Regions from separate parts of the Sus scrofa genome. Here region 1 is linked to region 2. A link is a contact called in public HiChIP or PLAC-seq data. All regions are on one chromosome and are shown on one strand. Each heading gives the region's core, a stretch centred on a gene start, on an enhancer-like site or on the middle of the called end of the contact. The rest is flanking DNA. Distances are from core to core; before and after follow the strand shown. Region 1 overlaps MBNL1 (muscleblind-like protein 1). Region 2 overlaps LOC106505712 (a long non-coding RNA gene).

Region 1 (7,637 bases), core at 3,736-6,235, 210 kb before region 2:
AGACTGTTCAAAATGTAACCATTTATTTCAACTGTTAAAACTAATATTTCCTTTGGAACAGATGAGATATGCAAATGTTTTTGAAGCACTTTTTGGAGATATTCACTGCTCAGATATTGGCCAGAAACTGTGGCAAAGGAATTTGGTAGCTTCCATTTGAAAATTGCTACTGGTTTTTGGTTGGCTTTTGTGGGTTTTTTCCATCTAAGATAATACAAATAACTCAGAAAATTTCTGCCAAAGGGGAAAAAAAATTGAAAGTCAAGAAATACTGTTTCATGCTTTTCCAAAATCATGTGTTTTATAAGTTCTGCTATGCTTTTTAAATTATCAATTCTAATGTAAGGGTGAATAAATGTGTATATATAATATTTGCTTTAAAATTACAAGTATCTAGGAGTTCCCATTGTGGCTCAGCAGTAATGAACCCGACTAGTATTCATAAAGATGCAGATTTGATCCCTAGCCTTGCTCAGTGGCTTGAAGATCCAGTTTTGCTGTGAGCTGTGGTATAGGTCACAGACACGGCTCTATCTGGCAATGCTGTGGCTATGGCGTAGGCCGGCAGTTGTAGCTCCAATTCTTACCCCCAGCCTGGGAACTTCCACATGCCGCAGGTGTGGCCCTAAAAAGAAAAAAAAAAAAAATTGCATGTATCTAGCAGTAGGAAATGTAGGCAGTTTAAAAGATGATTAATTTTGAGAAAAAAATTATAGTTTATTCATACACCAATATGCATACACAAGCATCTATCTTCAAATATTTTGTTTTCATTTAGGTAAATGAATATAGGTTTACTTAGCTCTAGGAATTCCAGTTTACTGGCTTTTTCAAATATTGAAAATAAATTAATTGCTTCTAACACACAGAATACTTTAGTTCTTAGATGTATTATCTTCTTATGATTCACTTATTTCTGTAAAAGACTTGTGTCAGCTCAAAGAACACATGCATCCAAAAAAGTTCAAGGTTGCTCAACCTCAGCACTACTGACATTTGAGGCCAGATAAGTCTTGTCATGGGCACTGTTCTTGGCACTGCAGGATATTTAGTGGTATGCCTGGCCTACTAGATGCATATAGCACTCCTGCCCTCAGTTATGACAAACTGTCTCTTGATATTGCCAAAATGGCTCTGAAGGTCCAAGGAGGGAAAATCATTGCCAGTTGAGTGTTAACCACTGTGTTATATCTAATGGAATTTAATAGGGGCTGTATTAGTCTGCTCAGGCTGCAATAACAAGATATACTGAGTGGTTTAAACAACACAAATATAATTTTGCCTCTCCTTGTGGGGGGTGCATGGAGAGAGAGAACAAGCCTTCTGGCATCTCTTATAAAGACGCTAATTCTATCAGATCAGGGCTCCACACTTAGGACCTTAATCTTAATTATTTTAACTTTAATTATTTCCTTGGAGGTACCATCACCAAAACCACATTGGAGAGAGGCCTCAACATATGAATTTTAGAGGAATACAAACCTTGTCAGTAAAAGGGGCATATGTAATTCAAAAGGTGTAAACTTAAATTTATTTATAAGTAGCTTTAAATATTTTCATTCTTAAAAAAATATATTTCTTTATTTTAACCACATCTGCAGTAGTGGTAGTTCCCAGGCCAGGAATCAAACCTGCTCCATGGCAGCGACCAGAGCCACACAGTGAAAATGCAAGATCCTTAAACCACTGCACCATGAGAGAACTCTTAAATATTTTCAGTCTTACATTTAAATGATAGGGTCTCTTATTCTGGGAACCTCCTCAAACAGTTAGGTTTGTAAAATAAAACCTAACTCTCAGAGTTCCTGCTGTGGCACAGTGGCAAAGAACCCAACTAGTATCCATGAGGACACAGGTTTCAATTCCTGGCCTCACTCAGTGGGTTAAGGATCTGGTGTTGCTGTGAGCTGTGGTGTAGGTTGCACACATGGTTCGGATCTGGTGTTGCTGTGGCTGTGATGTAGGCTGGTGGCTACAGCTCCAATTCGCTCCCTAGCATGGGAACTTTCATATGCTACAGGTGCGCACCTAAAAAAGCAAAAAAAAAAACCCCACAAAAAACTGACTCTAAAGGAGTGAGTGGATGACCAGTTATTCCTTCTAATTTTTCTTTTCCTTTCTTTCTTCTTTTTTTTTTTTTTTTTTTTTGCTTTTTAAGGCCACACCTGTGGCATATGGAAGTTCCCAGCTGCTGGGCTATGCCACAGCCACAGCAATGTGGGATACAAGTCACATCTGCTACAGCAATGCCAGATCGTTAACCCACTAAGTGAGGCCAGGGGTCAAATCCACATCTTCAATGGATACTAGTCGGATTTGTTACTGCTAAGCCACAATGGGGACTCCCTATTCCTTCTAATTTTGCTAAAATCTAATAACTGCAGCTTCTAAGAATTTTCAAGGTATGGATATTTGAGTTTCACTAAAATTATTTTATTTAAAATAAAAACAAAGACTGTGGTATAAAAAGACTCAATAATTAAATTCCAAAATCATATCAATAGCTCCATTATACTCAGGATATTGACTTTTTTTGAAGGGCAAGCACAATTTTCTTGATTTTATTTCCCTATTGAAAATCCTTTCCGAATAACTAAAAGTCAGCCATGTATCCCCCACCTTTGAAAAAGAAAGATAAATTAAGAAGCCAGATTACCCCCCAAAATAAAGATTTCTGACTGCCAACTGGAATTCTGGTGGATCCATTGCATACTGTTGTTTTTAATCATATGTAAATGTACACATGTGTATATATGTAATTATGCATATACACACATATATAGTCACCCCAACTGTATTCCTATTTCTAAGAGCAGTGTATTATTACCGACCTTGCTTTTATTGCAAATTTAAGAAACCTAAGATATATGAGTAAAATTTTTATTTCATGTTTTATTTGAAAAAACACATAAGGACTTCTAGAAAGCTATGGAATAAAACCTAAAAGGACACTGAACTATCATTTGGTAGAAATTCCTAAAGCATCAAAACAGATATAGCCTCTTTTTTTTTTTCTTAGAAAGTCTCGATTTCACCAATGAGATGGTTTTGTTTGTTTTGTTTTACATATTCTATTTTTATCCTATTCTGTTGTAGTCTATACTCTATCACAAATCAGCTGATATCTAAACAAGCAGGAGGAAGAGACAGGGGCTGTCAGGGACAGCAACCCTCATGAAGTTGAAAATCCAAGCATAACCTTATAACCGGCCTTCCTTCCGGGGTGGTTGGGCATCTGTAGTCAAGCCACCATAAATAACATGGTATTGTAGCAGTACTTATTGAAAAAGATCCACATATAAGTGGACCTGCACAATTCAAAGCCATGCTAATCCAGGGTCAACTAGAATATAGATATTGTTAATAAGTCAAAACTCTCTTTACTGTATTTAAATAGTATGGTATACTACAGAGTAAACAGATAGAACTGACATATTTACAGTAATTTTTCTATTCAGTTTTTCATTCTCAAATATTATGACCCTTTAAGCCAGATTATAAGGACATCCTTGTACTTATTTCAGAGTTTTATCATCCAGAAAGGCAAGAAAATATTCTTTAAAAAAAAAAAAAAAAACAACTTCTGTTTTAATTTACTCATTGGACTTTCAGGTTAACATCAGGAACAAATGCGCAGCATCACAGAACATGAAGAAAAGAGTCATTTCTCCTCTTATTTTGCTCGGGAATTAATCTCTAGTCTCCTAAACTTAACACGAAATAAAGCAACACTAATCAATATTTAAAGCTTAATTTTCTAGATGTAAATTGCTATTTCTTCATCCAATCAACCTAAGGACAAATGCTTGGAGCTCAGGTCAACATAAGAGCAGAGAGAATTTTCTCCTACCAGTAAGAAAAAAAAGAAGCAAAAATTTACAAGTGGGTTTTCACTGAAATAGTCCCAATTTCTTAATATTATTTTACTATAGATCTAAAGTGTTTTCAAATGAAATACAATATAATAAAAATTTATATATATTTTTCCTTTTCCTTATCCCCTAAAAAGTTCATATTCACATATAAACCATGGCTTAATAATTATTGAGACTGCCAGTAAAAGAAAGGAAACAAAATTACAAACGCCCACACGCATGCACACACATGCATGCACACAATCTATTGAGTTTAAATCTGTAATTTTATGATGGTCTGAAAGGATAAAAAAGAATGTAACAGACTCTATTTCATGGCATTAAACTTTTTCTCATGCAAGTCTAATCTGATTTTAGGGAAGGGATTTCAGGTTAGACTTTTCTAGCTATTTAAAGAAGCCTCTCCAGTATTCAAATATTCTAAGCACTATTTTATAGACCATTCCTAAGTCTGATGGTGATGATTTTTAGACAAGAAAACCAATAGTGACATTTACAATATCCCAAAATATCCTCAATGCTGACGCAATATCAACGCACTCTAACTCAAACATCAGGATACTATGACTTTTTTCCCAGAGAACTTCGGAGCTTTAATTGCACAACTCCCATTAATCATCTTGAAAATGGCATAACTGAAACTCTACACATCTAGATAAGTATTATGTAACACATGAGAGTCAGGTTAGCTGCTGCTGAGGAGGTGGAGAAAGAGAAAAAGGCAACAAATCATACACACATTCTTGTTACAAAAATATCACTCCTTTCTCCAGCAGCTTTTGTCTGTGAGAGATCAGATATACATACAACTGTGACAGCAACAGTTATATCAGCATACAATTTTAGCTGATAGTCATCTGAAGAAATCTTAGCCTCCTCAGAGAGGGCCCACAAGGATCTTATATTTAGAGTTGCCTGTGATGGGATGCTGTTACGAAGCAACAGTCTCACTTTTTTCTTCTACTCATGGTCTTCTCTATCTCAGAGAATCCCACAAAAGTGTGTAGCCATCTATGAAGTGCTATAAAAGGTTTAGCTGGCACCTATTGTCTGCCACTATTCCACAGTCTTCCTAGGCTCCAAAGATGGGTCTGGCCAGCATCCCTGAGCCAAACCAAAGTCTCCATGACCTTGTGAAAGCCCAGTGACATTTGGTAGGTGCCAGCATCATTAAACAGTCCAACATTTGTTGGCTGCTTTTTTATAGCATCATAAAATTGGAAATGCCAGATCACTATGTTTCTATTATTTTTTCAATTGCTTCATTATTTTTTTGGTGCAGCAACTGTCAGACTTCTAAACTGTTTGTAGCAGAAACATTTCTGAAGTTTTAGGCATCCAAATCAGACACTCTTCAATCTTGGCTAATAATTAAAAGCCCTAACATTTACATAATAAAATTTAGAGCTCTATTTGTAGCGCATGCCTTTCAATTGAGAAATACAAAATGTTTTACAAATAATATGCAATTCATCATCATACCATTATTAGGTGGATTACAGCATGACCATCTTTATTATATCCCTAGGGCTTTCCTGAGGGTAAAAAGGAGGTACACTTCTTATGTCAAATGCACATAATTATTTCCTTGACAACCTCTTAGAAGACTCGTTTAAGCAGTTCTTTATAGAACTACTTCAGATCCTAGTGCATTGATAAAGGAAAAACTCTCCATCTTTAAATACCCCTCCAAAGGGAAGGATGAGGGGTGCTTGTCCAAGGACACATAACAAAGCCAGACCATCTAACTACAGAGATGGTGGCGCTCTTCCCCACTATGCTAGATGTATGTATTTGTACTGATGATCATGTGATCATAATTACATGTGCATGTTTTTCTAATCATTGCTCACGCTAAACATAAATGACTTTAACCAGAATAGGTCAGAATCAAATGGATGCTTTAACCCCCTTAAGTTGTGCGAAGGAAAAGATGTTTCACAGTATAGGCAACTAATTTGGAGAAGACTAATCTACCTAGTATTTCCAAAATGTAATGAAAAAAAATTAGATTCACCAATACATTTCAGTTTCTCTGTCATTCTTTTTTGTTCCCCTCAGCAGGACCTGTACTATAGGATCAATAACAGAAAATAAAATAATTGAACACCAAACAAGTGAAAATTTTGTCTCACATCATCCATTTCAACAAGAACCTAATGAAGCAAGAGGCTCTTAGAATATCTATGAATTCCACTGACCTGGCCTCTGTGATTTGGACATATCACAAATAAAGAAAAGATGATTTTATATATGGAAAAATGCATCACATACATTAAAAATAAAAAGTAAAGTGAGACAATAACATTGGGAAGATGGTAGGTTTTAAGGGGCACATCTTTTATTTAGCAATATAAAAGAAGCTAAAGGAAATCAAAGTGATAAAACATTTTGGTCAAGCCAGCTCAAGAATAACAACACCATTACTCTGAATTTATATGAAGCATTTGCTATATTCGTATATATTTAAAAGTCCCATTTCAATATCTCCATTTGTAAAAATCCCATCAAAGCTCACTAGATGGGATAATGCATATGATTAATGCTTAAATAAAATTTTCTAAACTATAACAGATGTCCAAAATTTTGGCTGTCAGATTTATATAGAAATAACTACATTACACTGCTCTCCAATCTTTTAGAGACACCACCAACTTTGCCAAATAACAAAGACCCTTCCTTCTTCCCAGTTTTTCATTCAGACTCCTCCATAAGCTTCGGGGATTCCCTAACTGAAAACAAACATCATCGCTACCTCCTTAACCTCACAAATTCTGCCTCATATCCAGCCATTAAATGCTACTGACTGCTTCATGTAAGCAGTGACAGAGCATGAAGCAGAGGTGAGGTGACAAAGTTCTTCATCACTGCTGATCACTGTCTCCTTCAGACAGATCAACTTTGTACTTGAACAAAATGTGCTCAATGCCACTGGCTCTGACCCTGTGGGGAAGGCACTCCCCCCGCCCCCATCCCCATGACAATTTGCTAAAATTGTGCACAGCCATCAGCTCTCTCAGACTTCAGGTTGCAGTGAGGAAAAAGACAATTGGCTCCTGGGCCCAGAACACGTCTCTATTGGATGCTGACTGCAGCAGCATAGGCGGTAGGGGGAAAAAAAAAGTCTCTTGATGTAAAAAGCAGTATCACAACACAGGTTATCTGAGCCTGTCTCCTCCTCTCCCCTCCCCCCCACACTGCAATCTCCCTCACCAACTCCCCCCTCACCCCAGAGACTTCCACTGGCTTTCTATTGGCAGGTTCCCAAACATCTAAAGGAGTAAACATCAACAAAAGTTACTTTAAAATTATTGCTGGGAATAAAACAAAATTCACTGAATTTTGAGAAAGAATTCATATATTTCTACTATCCTTGATTAGCTTTCTGGGAAGTGATCCATTTTAACAATAAACAAATAAATAAAAAGAGAGGCCTATCAATTACAGAACTCTTACAAAACATCTATAAGGTAAGTCTCTAAGGCAGAGGGTATAAAAGTCATGACTTAAACACAGGCATTTGAAAAGTTTAATCGTGTGACAAGGTGCTTGGTTCTAAACGGCAATCAGAAGCTCTGGAGCGTATTCCTAAGTGCTTATTTAAGATGAAAAGTATGGAGATGTTGGGCCTCACAGGAACATGAGCCATAGCAACACTGTTTCATAATAAGCCAGAACGTGAAGGTAAGAGGGAAAAGCACAGGCGGCTGTCACATGATGTTTTTCTCTTGCCATCACATCAACAACGTTTAGGCTGAAAGC
Region 2 (6,920 bases), core at 2,728-5,227:
AATGGTTCATTTGTTTTCTCTTTCATAATCTAATTTACATAAAAATTCTCTCTCAAGGATGGACACATTTTATTTTCGTAATTTTTTGTTATGTTCTGAATTTGGGTAGAAGTTGGTATATATTTTTTTTCACTTTAACTCAAATTTCAGAACATCTTCAGATGCTTCTGAGTAATATGAATTTTAGTAGATGGTAATTTTTTTCTCAATCCATTTAAGAATCACTCTGAAAAAAGAAACAGCATTGAAGATTCGGTCTCTCTGCAGTTCTGTAAGTTAAAATGACTGAAAATGAAACTTTGTATGTGGTTAATGTAGACTAAACTTATGCATGTTTCTCAACTTAACTTCCTTATTTCAGGCAAATGTACTATAGTTAATAGTTTCTCTATTAACTCAACAAGGGATTTTTAAAAAAAGATTGGTTGTTTTAAAAAGTGTTTCCCAAGATGGATAGGTTAAATGACTAAATTCTATCACTCTATCAACAAAATGTTAAGTGTTTTTTTCTTGCCTTCATATTTGTTTCTGTGTATTCTCCCCACGTCCTTTTCCTCTATTAAAATTCATGCCTTAACTTTCTTTAAATCTGCTCTTTAGATCATCACCTGTTCCAAAAAACCCTTCACTTCCTTAGGGACACTTTTGTTTAAAATTCTACTCTATTTTGTATTTTTTTATATTCTGCTTTAAAACAGAGTGAGTGGGTTACAAAAAACTCCAACAATTTTTAGCCATTCCTCATTATCTACTCTTACGTACAAACTCCTCAGTTAGGGTCTCAAATATATTTAAAGTGTGACCCCAACCATCTCTTCAAGCACTTTGATTCCTTCTATATCCTACCATAAATCAAATCCCACTTCATTATTTCCAATTGTAACTTGCAGTTTTGTTCAACCTTTTTATTTACATTGTCTCCCTCTCAGCCTCTTATCCCCTATATTCACTTCTGCCAGAATTTATATTTAATAGGTATTTACTTAACAATTATCTGCTAAGTCATGTGATTTCCTAGCTTAGGGCCATGTCCCTGGCCCTAAGCTAGGAAATGGAGAGAAGGCAGCAAACAACTGAAGAATGGTCCCTGAACTTATAGAGCTTACATTAAATAAAACCCAAATCACTGGAGTTCTCTTGTAGCACAGCAGGTTCTGGTGTTGTCACTGCAGTGGCCTGGGTCACTGCTCTGGTGAGGGTTCGATCCCTGGCCCAGGAACTGCCATATGCTGTGGGTGTGGCCAAACAAAAACATAATCACCAAATTAAATAGAAAACTAAAAATTTATGAAAAACTCTTAGAAGGAAAGATCTGTAGAGCTGTGAGAGCAAAACAGGGAGATCCAATTTAAATCTGGCGATCTATCTCTCAGCTACAAAAACTGTGAGATCCAAAGTATAGGCAGGATTTCCTAAGCAAAGATTAAGTGGAAATCAATGCAGTCAAGAGAAATCGCATTTTCATATGCATTGAAGAACTTTCTGAAGAAGACAAGCGTGACCATTGATTAACATGAGAGGGAATTTCACCTACATGGAATGGACACTCTTTTCCTGGAGCAAAAGCAGATGTGCTCTTCCATTCCTTCCTCTAACCTGAGCAGTGAACATTTTTAATGTAATTATTCATCCTTGGCGTGTGGATTTTGGACAAGTCTTATCTCCCCTACTAGATTGTTAAGCTCCTTGAAGGCAAGAATTATTTCTTATTTTTATTTTTGTCCTCCACATTGTTCATAATGCCCCATGGGTAGTGAATACAAGACCAACTTCCTGAGTGTGGAACTGAGAAGGACCAACCGTTGTTTTAATTCTCTGGCATCACCACCCTCCATTTATCAATACTTTTTGAAAAAGGGACCTCACATTTTCATTTTCTACCTAGCCCCACTCCCTCCAAATTATTTGGCCAATCTTGAATGAGTACAAATGTTCTGGGTGAATGAGTGGTTTAAGGATTAAAGTGATCTAATTAGAGAAGTTTTGCAGGGTATTTTTTTCTTTTGGAGTCAACCTTATTCCAGGAACATCATATGACTCTTGGTTATGTGATGGGTGGCTAGGAAATGGGTAATATTCTCCTTTAAGAGAAGTTCTTAATCCTCCAATGTACTAATCCTTAAATACTAACTTGAACTCCATATTGACTTGGTCACAATTTAAATCCTCCTAGGACCCTATTAGTTGCAACATATTCTTTCATGGTTATTACTATTAGAACCTATCTAAAAAAAGGACACAATGAACTTCTTTGCAGAACAGATACTGACTCACAGACTTTGAAAAACTTATGGTTTCCAAATGAGACAGGTTGGGGGGTCGGGGGATGCACTGAGGTTTGGGAGGGAAATGCTATAAAATGGGTTGTGATGGTCATTGTACAACTATAAATGTAATAAAATTCATTGAGTAATTAAAAAAATAACCTATTCTAGGAGATAAGTAAGTCAAAGTTCCAGGCATAGTTTGTGAGATCATTCATCTCTTTGCATTATGTGAATTGTTTGTCCCTCCCACCTATCACAAGCACGAATGAAAGACGCTGATGTGGAAAAACACATGCCATTTAGGCTCCTGCTGATGAGTTTACGGAAGTTTGCAGAAAAAGCAGAAGCAGCAAGGACCTTCATTTTTCACATTATTTGTGACTGGCAGTGAATGCGACTAGACATTCCAGAGCTGAAGCCATGTGATTTGGGGGGCCTGAAAGAACTAGTTTAGTTCTTTGTCCAGACACGTACAGTGCTAGAAAGTATTTGTGAGAACCTGGAATAAATATTGAGTCATTGACTGAATTGCTCTTTCCAGTTGAGAAGCCCCTTTGAGAATACAGAAGGATTTTTAGCTCACCCTCCAGTTCACCATGCTACAATCAACATTATTACTAAGCTCTGATATGACAGACCACCTCTCACTATCTGTCTGGTCAATGATCCATGGATTATGGCCTTTTTCATGCAGTTGACAACTTAAACTATCTAAGCTTATGAGGACTTTTTACAGTTACCTGCCACACTGAGTCAAAAAAGATCCTGCAGAGGAAATTGGACTTAAACAACATACCTTTCAATTCATTGCCTCTTGACACAGCGTACAGATTGCAAGTTTATTTCATGTAACGCTTTTAAGGATCCCAGGGGGCAATCACATGCACGTTCTGAGCTCAAGCTTAGGTTCTTGTTTCTCTCTGTTAAACAAATGACAGTTGAAATATTAACAATTGCCATATTTTATCATTTCAGAGGAGCTAAGAACGTATTGTAAAATTAGTAACTACAAATATTGTTTTGAGAGAAGATGAAATTTAAACCTATGCAACTGAGCGGGACTGGGTAAAAAAGTATTAGGTCTACTTGGTGATTATTTATGGACATAGAGTTATTCACTTGCTGAGAGAGTGCATATGTTTTGTAATTGTGTAATATAGTGAATCTATATTACTTATGAGCAAAGTATCATCCCTCTGCATTTTTTTCTGAATCCCTCAGGAAGAATTCCTCCTTGGTAGCCTACCTATACATTGTATGTCTTTCCTGGCACTTAATCTCCCTAAACTTATAATTTTTACCATTCTCTTTCTCTCTAGCTGAAACCTTGAGTATGGGCACCACTTTTTCAGTATAGGGATATTCTTGGTGTCTTTATCCATGGTTCCTGGCAGGTAATAAATACTTATTAAATGAATAATGAAAGAGCACGTGGATCATCCATCTTTTAAATTATACCATAGATATCTATATCTCCTTAGTCCTGACACAGAGATGACCATCAAGCCTTGGAAAGATAGTCTGAAGCAATAGGAAATTTATACCAGGTCCAGCAGTTGTAAGGACACATAAGAATGTGCCCATGTGAAATGGTAAAGGGAGCTCTGGAAAGCAGAGTGTTTTCTGTCCCGAAGGCAAGACTATCTAGCTCAAGTGGCAGAGGGAGGCAGTGTTTCAGAAGACAGCAAACAGCACAGGGCCTGCTTTGATGTCTCTGCTCACAGTAAACCACATCCTCATCCTTGGGGTGAGGTACTCTCTGAAGTGCATGGCTTGTGCTCTAACGTCTGGAAGGAGGCACTCATTTTTAACTTCTGCCCCCATATACAGGCTTTAGAATGAGGATGGGACATATCATTAGAGCCGCTATCATTAGAGCCCCTGTCAGATGACAGAAACATATGATTTAATGAAAGGGATTAGGAAGGATTCATTTCTACACTTACATTTCAAATTTGTTAAATTCTGTGGGGCAGAGTGCCAACACATTCATTTACAGAGAGATAAATATTTCACAGGTGTATATAAAAGACATCATGTAAAGTATGTTTTTTCTTTGGAGTTCTGCCGTGGTGCAGCAGAAACAAATCTGATTGGGAACCGTAAGGTTTCGGGTTCAATCCCTGGCCTCACTCAGTGGGTTAAGGATCTGGTGTTGCTGTGAGCTGTGGCATAAGTCACAGACGTGGCTTGGATCCCGCATTGCTGTGCTGTGGTGTAGGCCAGCAGCAACAGCTCTGATTAGACCCCTAGCCTGGGAGCCTCCATATACTGTGGGTACGGCCCTGAAAAGACAAAAGATCAAAAAAAAAAAAAAAAAGAATGTGTTTTTTTAATAAACAAAAGCAGTCTAGATTGGACTCTGCCTCTGTCCTACAGAATCAGTATCAGTTCGTAAAAAGAGTATATATACACACATATTTTAAAAATCTACTTATAGTCAAATTAATTATAGTAGAAAACTTTAATCTGTGAATCTAACTAAGCATATTGTCTAGATGCCAACTGGAGACCCATTTCATAGGGCAGGATAAAAGAACGTTAACAAAATTGTAAGAATTTATCTAGATCTCTTTCCTCTAATTTAGTTAGCTATAGAAAGGTTTTTTTTTTAAGTAAGTTTTTCCTTTTTATTTATTTTTTTATTTTTAGTTCTTTCCACTAGTTTCCCTCAACATAATTTCTGATCACAACATAAAATGAGCTATTATTTATTTTTTGTCAATTTAAAAATTAATATCTACTTTCTTTTAATTTTCCTCAGATTATTTTAAATTTACATTTTCTTCCTAATTATTCTTTTCTTTTTTTAAGTGGCCTATTAGAAAATTTTATTTTCAAAGGACTTGTGATAAACATGGCTGTCCCTCTCCTCAACCCTTTCATGCTCATGCAGAAGCATGATTTTTTTTGAAATATCAAGAGGCCATTCTCTCCACCATAGAGAGATAACTATTGCTGAGTTTAAGACAACTATTCATTTTTCTAGTAATAGAAATGGAAATGGTCATATGATGCAATTTGAGCCAAGGGAAGTCCTGCTGGAAGCAACTAGGAAAATTGATATTTTTATTAATAAGAGACACAAGGAAAATATATGGCCTTTTGTAGTCTTTTTTTGGGTGAGGATACCATATTTGCAGCTATTGCAGCCAACCTGCAGTTATTTGAATGAGATAAGCCTAAGGGCAAAGATAAGGAATTAGGGGGAAAAAAAAAAGATGGACAGATACTGGGTCAGTTGTAAAATTTTTGTGAGTTAATAAATCGTCTCATGTTTTAAGCCACTTTAAGTAGCATCCTCTGCTACTCATTGAAAGTATGCTAATGGACATGCCACTGTTTCTGGAGACTTATGGCTTCAACTGAGAGTGGGGCTATGATTTTATCTCAGAAGATGCCATTTAATTCAGGATTTTTTATTGAATGTGCAGACTCAGCCAATTAAGCTCTATAATTTGATACTTAGGATACTAGGTGAAGACCAAGTTAGGCTTAGGCTAATAATCCATAATTTCAAATAACTATGTTTTTGAAAGTATTTTGACATTTAAGATTATAGAGTCACAGAGTTAAGCTGCTATGGTCTTGCCTTTAGAGCATCATTTACAGATTGAAAATTTCCTCTCTCTCTCTTTTTGCCTAATAATTATTATAAAGCAAATATAAAATATTTTGATCCATTATAATATGGAGGAAACAAAATCATCATGATGTGATGGGTGAAAAATTAATCAACAAGACATAGGTTTTTAGGGGACTTGACACAATTCTGACCACTTTATTAGGCCCTGATTATACAGAAAACTCAGTTGGTAGTCACATAGCAATGATCTGCTAAGAATACTGCCATGAGAATCAACAAAAGAACTCTTGGCTGGAGTGAATTTTGAGGAAAAAAATCCTCAGAATATCAAAATTAAAAGGAATATTCTACAGTACCTTGTCAACTTCTTTATTCAACATCACTGGAAGTAATTTCAGGCCTGTAATTCTCTTATTTAGTAGCACAATTTATTGGTATACAAGTGGCATTTTTTGTGGCTCTTTGGTGACTATGACTTAAAGTAATAAAAACAGAAAAATCCACTTCATATGCTTGATTTTTCAAACCATGCTTCATTGAAATCTGCTAGTATTTTCTGTCATTTCTCATAGTGAATCACTATGAACAGTATATTAAACAGGATTCCAAATCAAAGACCTTAAAAAGGAGTTAGATGGTGTTGTCTGCACTGCAGGTTGATTCTACCAAGAGACAGGGCATGGCCACCAGCAGCACTGGGTTCATATCCTCAGATCTTGCTATGCCACAATTCTTGCAAAGACTTAAATGTTTCAAGAGCAGAAGGTCGTGTGCCCTGGTGTCATCCCTGGGTGAGTGGCAGCTCTATTAGCGCCGTATGGAGTGGGAAGAGGAAGCAATACCCCAACAGCTTAGGTCCCATTACCAAAAAAGAATGGCAGAGATTCTACATAAGGTAATACATGTCCTCTACATGGGGGATATTTGCAGCAGTATGTGGAATTTCCCAAACTAATTTGCCTGGGAACCATTTCCACTCAGAACATCTGTTACCATTTCTGGAAAGCAAAATTTTGTCTTAACACTTTGCAAAATTATTCTTTAGAGTATGCAAAACATTTCAGTGC

What was found. HiChIP or PLAC-seq counts read pairs in DNA pulled down with a chosen protein or histone mark.
Region 1: a contact with region 2 is called in an H3K27ac HiChIP or PLAC-seq map of alveolar macrophages. The contact joins two enhancer-like sites. A contact is called at or near these places in 1 of 47 Hi-C or Micro-C datasets (omental adipose tissue) and 1 of 2 datasets of contacts at active chromatin or transcription factors (alveolar macrophages).

What each region holds. Positions count from the first base shown.
Region 1 is chr13:92,639,854-92,647,490 of Sscrofa11.1, reverse strand. All of the region lies in intron 3 of MBNL1 (muscleblind-like protein 1), which reads right to left. Among named protein-coding and RNA genes, the nearest start is that of MBNL1, 150 kb to the right of the region's middle. Within about 2 kb of position 4,985, at least 6 of the 83 cell types and tissues checked have an H3K27ac peak or open chromatin away from gene starts, as enhancers often do. A contact at or near this core is called in alveolar macrophages, where this site is marked.
Region 2 is chr13:92,429,903-92,436,822 of Sscrofa11.1, reverse strand. It overlaps LOC106505712 (a long non-coding RNA gene), which reads left to right. Exons shown (of 5, transcript XR_001300369.2): 1 at 1-271. Among named protein-coding and RNA genes, the nearest start is that of MBNL1, 58 kb to the left of the region's middle. Within about 2 kb of position 3,977, at least 13 of the 83 cell types and tissues checked have an H3K27ac peak or open chromatin away from gene starts, as enhancers often do. A contact at or near this core is called in alveolar macrophages, where this site is marked.